2 separate regions of the Hordeum vulgare genome follow, and region 2 is linked to region 1. The links are chromatin contacts, called in public Hi-C maps. All regions are on one chromosome and are shown on one strand. Each heading gives the region's core, a stretch centred on a gene start, on an enhancer-like site or on the middle of the called end of the contact. The rest is flanking DNA. Distances are from core to core; before and after follow the strand shown.

The links. A called contact is a pair of places that touch in the nucleus more often than the background predicts.
Region 2: a Hi-C map of leaf shows a contact between it and region 1, with 3 times the contacts expected there. The contact joins the promoter of LOC123444813 here to the enhancer-like site in region 1. A contact is called at or near these places in 2 of 6 Hi-C or Micro-C datasets (leaf and seedling).

The regions. Positions count from the first base shown.
Region 1 is chr3H:538,975,111-538,981,643 of MorexV3_pseudomolecules_assembly, forward strand. No RefSeq gene overlaps it. Among protein-coding and RNA genes, the nearest start is that of LOC123440479, 52 kb to the left of the region's middle. Within about 2 kb of position 2,876, at least 1 of the 3 cell types and tissues checked has open chromatin away from gene starts, as enhancers often do. A contact at or near this core is called in leaf, where this site is marked.
Region 2 is chr3H:539,144,985-539,151,517 of MorexV3_pseudomolecules_assembly, forward strand. LOC123444813 (protein EARLY RESPONSIVE TO DEHYDRATION 15-like) reads right to left here and starts at 3,113. Exons shown (of 2, transcript XM_045121664.1): 1 at 2,685-3,113; 2 at 2,140-2,586. The coding sequence starts at 2,955. The coding sequence ends at 2,393. It overlaps LOC123444812 (histone-lysine N-methyltransferase ASHR3-like), which reads left to right. Exons shown (of 8, transcript XM_045121660.1): 6 at 265-436; 7 at 567-647; 8 at 1,696-2,307. The coding sequence ends at 1,765.

The DNA of each region.
Region 1 (6,533 bases), core at 1,626-4,125:
ACAAATTACTATTGGAAAATTAATAGAAGAACGAATAATTATGACGATATCCAAGACAATGATCATGTATATAGGCATCACGTCCAAGACAAGTAGACTGACTCCTGTCTGCATCTACTACTATTACTCCACACATCGACCGCTATCCAGCATGCATCTAGTGTATTAAGTTCATGAAAAAATGGAGTGACGCTTTAAGAATGATGACATGATGTAGACAAGATCTATTCATGTAGGAATAGACCCCATCGTTTTATCCTTAATAGCAACGATACATGCGTGTCATGTCTCCTTCTGTCACTGAGATTGAACACCGCAAGATCGAATCCATCACAAAGCACCTCTTTCCATTGCAAGATGAAAAGATCAAGTTGCCCAAACAAAACCCAAATATGGAAGAAGAAATACGAGACAATAATAATCAAGTATGGATATAATTTCATAGATCTGATCATAAACTCATATTTCATCGGATCCCAACAAACACACCACGAGAGAAAGAGTTACATCAAATAGATTTTCAAGAGTCCATTGTATTGAGAAGCAAAATGAGATACAAAGCCATCTAGCTATTACCTACGGACCCGTAGGTCTGATATGAACTACTCACGCATCATCGGAGGAGCACTAATGAGGATGATAAACCCCTCCGTGATCGGGTTCCCCTCCGACAAGGTGCCGGAAAGGGATCTAGATTGGACCTCGTGGCTTCTGGAACTTGCGACGGCTGAAACGATTTTTCGCCGACTCCTCTAGGGTTTCTGGAATATCTGGGTATTTATGGAGTCAAGAGACGGTGGAGGAGGTGCCCGAGGCCCCCACTACCCACCAGGGCGCGCGAGGGGCCCAAGGCGTGCCCTGGTGCCTAGTGGGCCACCCTGGCCTCCCCTGGTGAGCTTCCTTGGTTCTCACTTTTCCTTCTGGTTCAAACAAATCTCCCAAAAGTTTTGTAGCATTTGGACTTCATCTGATATTGATTTTCTGTGACGGAAAAAAACAAGTAAAAAATAGCAATTGGCACCGGGCACTATGTCAATAGGTTAGTTCCAAAAATTATATAAAGTTGCTATAAAATAATTGTAAAACATTCAAGAATGATAATATAACAACATGGAACAATCAAAAATTATAGATACGTTGAAGATGTATCATTGGGTAGCACGTCCACATCCGCTGCCAACATTGAGGGAAAGTAAAACATGGGAGACATGTGTCGCTTTGGTCCGAGGAAGGCTACTGTCGACGCGTCGCCGGCGTGCGCAGCCGGTGACTTGCTCGGCTCAACGCAAAGCATCGTGGAACCACACATCGGCTTCATGGAAACAAAGTAGGCACGCTTCCTCTTCAGGTGAAGCACCCCCTTTCCCACTTCAATGAGCGGCGCAGCTGGACATAGGGAAGATACAAGGGAAGAATATGTCTCTGGGGCCCTCGCGGTTTGATGAGAGGGCTGCCGGACATGGAAAAGACAAAGGGATCAACTGTGGCTGACCGTAGACTAGTATATTGTATCTATGTCATAGGAGTGGGGTTTTACGCGGCCAGACGTGCACATAATTTTATGTTTTTTAGTTAAAATATATTTAAAATGTAAATATTTTCGTTCGGTTTATATGAAACCCATTTTGTATGCAAGAATTTCGTTTGGTTAATTTAGTTAGTTGTTGATTGGTTGGCGGTGTATCCATGGAAAAATGCCAAAGAAAATTTATAAGTCATCGTTGAAGATGACGTAATTAGCATACTAGCCGCACAGAGAGCTTCCATAGAAATCTCTGCCAGCTTATAAAAAGGGTGCACTTGCGTGCTGCACAAATTGAAGATGGAGGAAGAAAAAACTTTTTGGATGAAAGAACTGTACGTAATGTACGTACTTAGTCCTAGAGCTGCATTGACCAGGGCAGATCGAATACACAAGCCGGCCCAAGGAGCGCACTGATCACCGCGCTGCGCTGCCCGTGCGTGCAATATTCTGCAGGGTCAACGGCTGAGCCTCGCGACGGGTCCGGCGGCCATGGATCGCGTGAGAGGCTCGTCGGTCGATATACTCGGCTACATGCACGCCCGCCCCTCGTTGCGTCGTCTCTGTCCAAGACACAGCATGGATGCAATGATCAACCTTGGGATCAGGCCACCGAATTCAGGGGGCCTCCGGCCGCCGGACCGATGCGCGCACCCCGCGCACATGGTCCCTCGATGCTCGCACCGTAGGCTGGCCCATGATCCGAGGAGCGCGATCGATGATGCTTCGATCCGGTGCTCATCGTCACGTACCGGCCGGTGCTGCAAGTCAGAAGAATTCCGCTCGAACGCCGCACACAAATCGCTGCGTTCGTCCTCCGTGCGTGCGTGCAAGCCTGTCGTTAGTTACGTGGGTTAGTTTAGGTTAATCACGATTCCCGTGGGGGCTCGCTGCTCGCATCTGAACTTCTGAATTAGAATTTGGGTGTAAGCTTGCACCTTCCAGTCAAATACTATTTTTGTGTGAGATTGCAACTTCCGGTGAAAGGAATTGTGCAAAGTTATTATCATCTGTCGCAGCAGTTTATCAAGTTTTCAGTGCAGTAAAGGTCACAGCATGCATAAGCTTGTTTATGTTCATCCCAGTGCCTTGGACAAATTTCTCGTCAGACAAAATATGCATGATATATGGTGGTCGACGAACTAAGAATGAGTTTTGAGTTGATGCCTCTTGTTACTAGGAGTGTTTACTAGTTTAGTTCATATTGCACCTGCAGTCAACCCTGCCCTTTTCAACTCCGAGAATGAGTATGAATTGATACCTCGGCAAGAGTAGCCACGGGCACGATCGATGCACGCCTTCCAAAATGGCATCGATCGAGACGCAGCCATTGCTGGTCCACACGTATACACGGAGCCTTATCCTTTCGCAGCACGGCAAACTGTAATGACACCATACACCTCTCATTGCGAATACATTATAGTAGTATGCATCTTGAAAAGTTGACTAAACCCATGAATCCATGATCATAAGAGCAACTCCAACTGACCCATTTCGTCCGCTACGATCTTTTTGCATCACCGCACACAAAAGTAAAGGCCTAATACGTCGATCCATTTCTAAAACGCATTCGTTATTCATTCATGATGACTCATTTCGGGTTTAAATTTAAAGTTAAAATGCGTCGGTGCGGATGATGCGGGCCTTCTCATGTCCACGCCCGTCAACATGTGACACCCGGTCAAAACCATCATCGTCTTATTAATGACGACCATCTACCACGGATCCACGCGTCACCCATCCCCGGACGTCTTTTTTTAATTCGAACGTGAAAGGGGGAGGGGGTCATCCTCTTCCAGAATTTCAGAATACAAAACAAATCACTCGTCCGTTTTTATCGCGCAATTGGAGTTGCTCTAAACAACTCCCTAGGTATTTTGCCTTGCCTATAATCGGCCGGGAGACACGGTAAATAATACGTAGGATCAGAACATAGCACAACAATTTCAGTAAGTACGCAGTAGTATCGATGACTACCTTCGCCAACAGAAAAGTAGTGTCCATGAAGATATTGTTGGATCAATCGATGTTACTTTGCATGATTTCAGTTAGTTTGGATGGTTTGCTTGCTAGGATAGCTCACCTTCGAGTGATCTATAAGGCTGTCTTTGACCGGCTGGATTCGATTAATAGTCGGTCCTTCGTTGCCGACAATTTGAAGACCGAGATCAGTTGGGCCTTTAGCCCCCTGTAGCTGCGTGAGAAAAACAGAATGAGGGCTGATTTGCGGCTTCACATATATCTCAACTACTAAAACTGCTAGTATAATGGCATGCGTTGTTACGGATCATGTATATATTTGGCCCAATTGCAGACATAATCATAGTGCATGTCAAAATTTGCATGCATAAAAGTTATATCATGTACTCTAATGATCCAAGTAATTGTCTCTTACAAACTAAGATCTATTTGATGTGTTTAAGATATTTTTATACAATGTGAAGAATATTGTCTTGAGCTTCATTGCATCACACAATGTGAGCCGCACCCTCATTTTGGTGAGTTGTAAATTATAGGCTATCTATAGATCATTTGATTGGTGTTTTTTTCTAGAAATGACTTGTTATGTTATGTGGCATTGATGTCAACATATAGAAGCTTCTCATTTCTACTTTTCTTATGGGAAAAAACCAGCCATTCCTTTCACTCATGCACCACTCAACCGTCTTCTACTCTGCCCGCACAACCAACCAGCCATCGATTTTCGCTGCATCTCATCTCCCTGCCACAATGTTGTCCTCGCCATCTCTCCCACGCACTTCCCCTCCATGCCATGGCGTAGCTCGCGCACTCGTTTCCCCACCACCTCCCCTCTCATTCATGGTGTCGCCAGCCCCCTCCTCTCCCTGCCACTATATGGCCTGCCTCCTTCTCCTCCTAACAACTTCTCGCGCCGCCACCTCGGCACCGAGAGCTTGCCCACTGGTCTAGAAACATGGGTAGCTAGATCCACCAGGAAGGTGCAAAAGGGACCACAAACCTCGATTAGTTCTAGCCATAGAGCTGACCCGTTCATATGTGGGTTCGACAACCTGATGCACAGTGGTGTGGCACTACGAATTGGGATATACCTTCATGTTCGAGGCTGCTCACCCGAGGCCGATTTCCAATGTGAAAGTGCATGTAGTTCCCATGTGTGGTTTTGGTAATTGATGACAATCCTAATGAACTAATGTTTTCATTGAGTTATACATTTGAAGGAATGTTCTATTTGCAATGCATGAAGAATGAACAATATTGGATGAACTGAAGTATGTTTGTTCCATGAAGATGCAAGAAGGAGCTCGAATGAATTCTAAATGAATGCCATATACATATTGGTGTGCATGCACCAAGGATGAGCTCAATGATTGAATCAAATATGATACGATCAAGATGAATTCCATGTGATGAACAAGATGTGATCTATGTGGAGTTCATCGAGGATCTCACACATTCTCATGCTTTGGCTTATGGTTTCAACCATGATGGATCGAGATCTTGAGAGAATAATTAAAGAGAATAATTCTACATATGTCGACTTGGAAATAGGATCATGATGAGCTCATATGTTGAGTCATGGATGATTATGTCTTCAATCAAATAATTCAAGAGAAGAATTCATTATGCCTCTCAAGATATTATGGTGTATCATGAAGACGAGCAAGTTATAGACAATATGAGATTCATGGAAAAACTTGATATGGTCATGGTGAATTGAGATATTGGTAATCATTTCTTAAAGCAATGAAGCCTAATAAGAAATAAATAGGGCCTTCAAAACATCAATATTAATCATGGATCAAAGATAAATGTTGACCAAGATGAAGATCAAAGAGTTAACTCAAAGTTGGTCATCACACAAGCGCAAATGATGTACCACATGAGATCTTGTGGTATGGTAAGTAATTGTCAATTGCACTTTGTGTACTAACTCGTACTATGTGCTCTCTATGTCTGTGAGGGTTAGGTAATTCTCACAGGCTAGCATCAAGAGAGATATTCCAAGTGTCCATGAGAGGGTGACATCAAGTGTTCATGATCATGTTTGACAGGGGCAAGTTCAAAATAACCACCCCTAAGGATTACATGCTTGAACCTTGTGGATGTTCACATGATGGACAAGTGAAGATGAATCCAAAGCAAGGCTTTCCACATTTCATATGGGAGAGCTACTTGAAGACTTCATCAATGTCTTTCCTTCACCTTGATCCAAGAAGAAACAATAACATCAAGCTCAAGTGAAAGGCTCGACTCAAAGGTATTAGTTCCTTTAACGCTATTGGTGTGGAGTGATGACCGCCGAATAAACATATACACTCAAGAATGGATTATTGGTAGCTATGTGGTGTAGCTCTTTTATGATTCTTAAGTTTTAGGGATCCCGCACTATTAAGAGGGGATCAAAGGGTTTTGTAATGAACTTGCTCAAGTCAACATCTTCTATACACAATTCCACTCCTATCATATATCCCAAAGCAAAACTGTTAGCCAAAAAGGGTTTCCCAAATTCTATACTCAAACCTTTGCATTCATTGCATCATCCATTTTGTTTAATATTGGGTGGTTCTCTATGTGAAGACCTGGAGCTTTTCAATAGCTACAAAACGAGCATAAGCTCATCAAAATCGGAGTTTGTATGTAAAAGTTACGCATATTATACTATTGGTATGCTCGTTGTTTATTGGGGGGCCGGAAGTTCTGGGAAGGTTCCGGGAAAAGTTCCGGGGTAAACAGGAAGTTTGCAAAAATCTGACCCAAAGGGATCCCGGAAGTTACGGGCCTCCCAGAAGTTCCGGGGGCGAGAAGTTTCGGGCCTCCCGGAAGTTCCAGGGGCCAGAAGTTCAGGACAGGTTCCGGGCTAACCACAAACTTTACATTGTGTGCCTCAATAGGGACACGCGGAAGTTCCGGGCTACATTTTTCTGTGCATAACGGGCAGATTTGGTGGGGCAGTATATAAGGTACCCCTTCTTCCCCAACGAGATAGAGCCTTTGGATATGATATTTCCCCGTTGTTTTGAGCTCTCTC
Region 2 (6,533 bases), core at 1,863-4,362, 170 kb after region 1:
TAATAATCTGATTGTAGTTCGCTTAAACCCCTACTTCTACAGGAGAATATGACTTGTGATTACCTTCCTAATGATTTTGTTTGCGTTATTCTGCTATTGTGCCGAACATATTGCTGTTAACTTGAGTTCATGTCTGTTAAATTCAAAAGCTAGTTTCATTTCTAGAATAGATACTACAAAAAATAATGATTGGTGCTCACCTCGGTATACTCTTCATTTTTTAGATCATATACTATTTTATAATTATTTAATGCCCCATTTCAGTTATAGATGGCGCGAGATTTGAAGAGAGGCTTCAAGACATGAAACGGCGTCGAGATCAAAATTTCTACATGTGTAAAGTCAACAACAACTTTATAATAGATGCGACATTCAGAGGAAATGATTGTCGCTTTTTTAACCACAGCTGCAGACCTAACTGTCAGTTGGATAATTGGTAAATGTCTTATCTGCGGAAGCTTGCTGTATGGAATTTTTTAACCTGTGGGTTTGTTGATTTAGTGGTTTACTGTTTGTTTATTCTCTAAAAGTGATTTTTGTGGCTTAACTGAGTTGTTTTTCGCCAGGCAAGTTAATGGCAAGACAAGGCTAGGTGTGTTTTCTTTACAGGGTATACAGGTGGGTGAGCCATTGACCTACAATTACAGGTACATGAAAGACTCAATCAGCCTAGCACTTTATATACCGTTCTTCTGTTATGTACTACTCACATTGACGTTTGGTATAATTTATATGCATTCTACAACCACCAAATCGTTTATGACGTTAATTTGCGTACATATGCTTAGCTGGATATCCTGACTAAATCATACTATCATTTTGCCTTTTCTGGTGCTGCACTGTAATAAGAAAATTCTGGGTTCCATTTTATGTTTCACAGTTTCAGAATTTGCACTTCATTTTCCTGGCTTTACATTAGTCAATACAAACTGACACCATAGATAAATAAAAATAAAATCCTAGTGATAATACTAGGTTTACCTGGAAAGGATATGTCAGCAGTGGTGATGCTAGATACAATACTCCACGGTGTCAATTTTCAACCTTCCTGAAATCTTTCAAACTTAAAGTATTCTGATGCAATATAAGAACATATCGGCGATTTGCATGTGGCACCGCCACTGTATATTGATATTAATTCTCCAGAGGCATCAAGTCATAATTGTTATTATAGTTTTAAGTTCTTGTCTTTTTTACAGAATTTCGTAACACAATATAGTCTACCCCAACTTGTTTGGGACAAAAGGCTTTGTTGTTGTTTACTCCCTCCGTCCCATAATATAAGAACGTTTTTGAAGCTAAAACAGCTTCGAAAACATTCTTATATTATAGGATATATTATAGGACGGAGGGAGTATTTCTTAACACAATAATGGTTGATTACTTGTTGAAAACAAGCTTAGGGTTGAGACATAATCACGATCGTACTCAGGCATAGTTTAGTGTGAAATGGTAAATGACAGACAGATTAACCGCCCTGGATTCTGGATTTATCTTTGACATATAGCACTGAACCTGAGTAAAATATTTAGCATTGCGGAAGCACTAATTTTTTTCCCTCCATATATTGCTTCACTTGGAAAATTAGTGTTGCAAATACACAGAAGAGATGCTCTAGTTACCTCACGATAGATGTTTTATGATGTACTCTATCATCTCAGTTTTTTCTATTTTTGTTTTTGGTCCATCTTGTAGCTTCGAACAACATTTTGGTCCACAGACGGAATGTTTCTGTGGTGCTGAAAACTGCCGAGGGAAGCTGTGATAGGTAAAAAGAATGACTGTCCAAGAGGAGGTACATAGCAGCTCTAACCGAGGGAAGCTGTGGCTCAATGCAAAAGTACATAGAAGGAACTGGAATGTATAGCGAAGATTGATTGAGCAGCGTACCCACTCTTCTTTCAAGTGTGCAGATTTTACTCCGTAACAAGTGTGAATATAGCAGTAGTAGTATAACACTCTTTAGCTAGTTCTTATCACAAGTAGTGTAGTAATTCAGTTTAGTCATTCTGGATTGCAAAGTTGAATCTCTGCTTTTCTCCATCAGAAATGTATACGCAGCATTGTGGTTCATGATCCATCTTTCAACGTTTAAAAGATCACAGCGCCAAAGATGAGGCGACGAAAAATGGAGAACCATTTGCACTGAATAGCCATTGTATCACTGCATCTTATTACAGACTACACCATTTACAGACAACTGTACATACGCAGCGCAATTGACCTTCGCCCGATCTTTGGCTGAAAACTCAAACTACAACGACACAACAAGATTATCCGGAGCAGGAGAGCTCGCAGAACAACTAGGATTACTATTTTTTTCTAGTATATTTTCCTCATTTATGCCAAGATCTCGGTGGATGGACACGGAGCGACGAGATTCGCCGGTCCCTTAGCGAGGCTGCTGGATGGTGCGGGGGCTGAACCTGCCGCCGCCGCCGAGGACCTTAGCAGGCGCCTTCTCCGCGTACTTCGGGACCTCCGGCGGCGAGGCGACGTGCGCCCGCCACCACTTCTCGATCCCCCAGGGCGCCACCTCGCCCCCACTCTTCTTGACGGCGGCTTCTTCCTTCCTCCCCTCTCCCTCTGCTGAGAACCACGGTGGCAGGTTTAACAACAAGGCCAACAACCGTGAAGAAAAGGGTGCAGAGAAGTAGTAGATCTGGGCCGGTCTGGTCACGTACCGTTGCGCGGCAGCGCCGGAGGAGGGAAGAAGGCGTCGCCGTCGTCCGGGCACTCGTCGGCGTCCAGAAGACCCATGTCGCCGTAGTCGCGGAGCCAGCTGTCGCGGAAGGACGGCGAGGAGGCGACGAGGCGCCACCACTCGGGGGAGAAGTCCTCGACCTCCGCCGACGCCGCAGCCTCCACGGGGGCGGGGCGGCACCAGCTCCCCGGCACGAAGGGCTCCGCCCACGGGTTCAGCCTCCCGCCGTTGCTGCCGGTCACCACCTCCATGGTTGCCTGTAGTGCTGTATCGGTTCCTCCTCTTCTTGCCCTCTCGGTTTCGAGCTCACTGGAGTGCTGCTGCGGTGTGGACTGGTGGAGTGGGATGGGATGGGATGGGAATGGACGGTGACAGACAGGTACGGCGTGGGGTGATCACGATATTATAGTGCGCTTCTTGGATCTTTTCTCTTGGCTGGCCGGTCTTATCCGTTGTGGCGTTCTTATCCGTTGCGGTGGCTATTACCACGGGATGCGATGGGTATGGCACGCTGTTTTCCTATCGGCCGTGCTGGTCCCCAACCCCAAGGATCGCATTATTTCCGTGCGCCATACCGTATCAAAGTAATGATCTAAACGTTTTTATATTAATTTACGAAGGGAGTATATGAGATATTTAGGACGTGTTTGGTTCCCGCATCGAGCTTAACCAGATCCGCACAGGAAGGAAGATGCTTGTTTGATTTCCTGGTTTCACTGTTATGTCTGCATCGCACGCTTCTCAAAGCATGGCTCGCTGGAAACGTTCGGATCGACAGTTTCTCGCGAGCCAGGCTGAGCGGCGTGAGGTCGCACGGGCGGGTGCGACGCGAGGGCGAGGGGGATGGCACGAGATGGGAAATCTGGCACGCCATCCCGGCGCCAAATTAGCCTCACCCCTCTTTCTATCCGCTCACCCATAACCACTTTCTTCCCTACTGCCTCACCACCGGCGGCGACTGCGATTTCAGATATGCGCTAGAGGCGGCGGCGGCGGAAAAGGCACCGACGTTTGCGACGGATCTGGTGCTCCCCTTGCTGTTGGCCATGCCCCCCCCCTACGTCGTCCTCGTCTCCGATGTCGGTAAGCAACACCCCCTCCCTCCTTTGTTAGGTCGGTGGTTAGGTCGTTAGGCAAGGTGTAAGATCGATTTCCCACTGAACGAACCATCGATGTCGACTAGGTTATGGACGCACGGATGAGTCTGATATTTCAGGCAGCAACACTGATAAGTGTGATTGAGGCATGGGTCATGTTCATGCACCAGAGAGTTGTTCGTCGTGTTGGGAGACCTTTGATCCGCTATGGTCCAATGTTTATCCGGGATCAAGAGAGGATCCAAAATCTGAACTACATCTGCAACGGCAATGACGTCGAGGCTCTCTGGATGCTTCGAATGAAAAGAGCACCATTTGCCAGGCTTGTCGAGACCTTCAGGATCAGGGGGCTGCTACAAGATAACATCAACACTTGTGTGGAAGAGCAAGTGGCAATGTTCCTCCATGTTGTTGGCCATAAATAAAGGTTCAGGGTCATTCATAACACTTTCAGGAGATCAATGGAGACCATCTCTAGGTACTTCAAGTAGGTGCTTTTTGTTGTTGGGGAGCTTAGAGGAGAGATGATTAGGAGACCATCTGGCCGGACTCCACCCAAGATTTGAGGAAGCCCAAGATGGTATCCATACTTCAAGGTGAGCATTGAAAATTGTTGGGGAACGTCGCATGGGAAACAAAAATTTTCCTACGCGCACGAAGACCTATCATGGTGATGTCCATCTACGAGAGGGGATGAGTGATCTACGTACCCTTGTAGATCGTACAACAGAAGCGTTAGTGAACGCGGTTGATGTAGTGGAACGTCCTCACATCCCTCGATCCGCCCCGCGAACAATCCCGCGATCAGTCCCACGATCTAGTACCGAACGGACGGCACCTCCGCGTTCAGCACACGTACAGCTCGACGATGATCTCGGCCTTCTTGATCCAGCAAGAGAGACGGAGAGGTAGAAGAGTTCTCCGGCAGCGTGACGGCGCTCCGGAGGTTGGTGATGACCTTGTCTCAGCAGGGCTCCGCCCGAGCTCCGCAGAAACGCGATCTAGAGGAAAAACCGTGGAGGTATGTGGTCGGGCTGCCGTGGAAAAGTCGTCTCAAATCAGCCCTAAAACCTCCGTATATATAGGTGGGAGGGAGGGGACCTTGCCTTGGGGCTCAAGGAGCCCCAAGGGGGTCGGCCGAGTCCAAGGGGGAGGACTCTCCCCCCCCCAAACCGAGTTGGACTAGGTTTGGTGGGAGGGAGTCCCCCTTCCTTCCCACCTCCTCCTTTTTTTTTTCTTTCTCTCTTGATTTTCTTCTCCTTGGCGCATAGAGCCTTTTGGGCTGTCCCACCAGCCCACTAAGGGCTGGTGTGCCACCCTCAAGGCCTATGGGCTTCCCCGGGGTGGGTTGCCCCCCCGGTGAACTCCCGGAACCCATTCGTCATTCCCGGTACATTCCCAGTAACTCCGAAAACCTTCCGGTAATCAAATGAGGTCATCCTATATATCAATCTTCGTTTCCGGACCATTCCGGAAACCCTCGTGACGTCCGTGATCTCATCTGGGACTCCGAACAACATTCGGTAACCAACCATATAACTCAAATACGCATAAAACAACGTCGAACCTTAAGTGTGCAGACCCTGCGGGTTCGAGAACTATGTAGATATGACCCGAGAGACTCCTCGGTCAATATCCAATAGCGGGACCTGGATGCCCATATTGGATCCTACATATTCTATGAAGATCTTATCGTTTGAACCTCAGTGCCAAGGATTCATATAATCCCGTATGTCATTCCCTTTGTCCTTCGGTATGTTACTTGCCCAAGATTCGATCGTCAGTATCCGCATACCTATTTCAATCTCGTTTACCGGCAAGTCTCTTTACTCGTTCCGTAATACAAGATCCCGTAACTTACACTAAGTCACATTGCTTGCAAGGCTTGTGTGTGATGTTGTATTACCGAGTGGGCCCCGAGATACCTCTCCGTCACACGGAGCGACAAATCCCAGTCTCGATCCATACTAACTCAACGAACACCTTCGGAGATACCTGTAGAGCATCTTTATAGTCACCCAGTTACGTTGCGAGGTTTGATACACACAAAGCATTCCTCCGGTGTCCGTGAGTTATATGATCTCATGGTCATAGGAACAAATACTTGACACGCAGAAAACAGTAGCAACAAAATGACACGATCAACATGCTACGTCTATTTAGTTTGGGTCTAGTCCATCACATGATTCTCCTAATGATGTGATCCCGTTATCAAGTGACAACACTTGCCTATGGCCAGGAAACCTTGACCATCTTTGATCAACGAGCTAGTCAACTAGAGGCTTACTAGGGACAGTGTTTTGTCTATGTACCCACACAAGTATTGTGTTCCCAATCAATACAATTATAACATGGATAATAAACGATTATCATGAACTAAGAAATATAATAATAACTAATTTATTATTGCCTCTAGGGCATATTTCCAACAGTCTCCCACTTGCACTAGAGTCAATAATCTAGTTCACATCACCATGTGATTCCAACGAATCCAACACCCATATAGTTATGGGGTCTGATCACGTCTTGCTCGTGAGAGAGGTTTTAGTCAACGGTTCTGAAACTTTCAGATCCGTGCGTTCTTTACAAATATTTATGTCATCTTATAGATGTTGCTACTACGTGCTATTCGGAAATGCTCCAAATATCTACTCTACTATACGAGTCCGTTTCACTACTCATAGTTATTCGGATTAGTGTCAAAGCTTGCATCGACGTAACCCTTTACGATG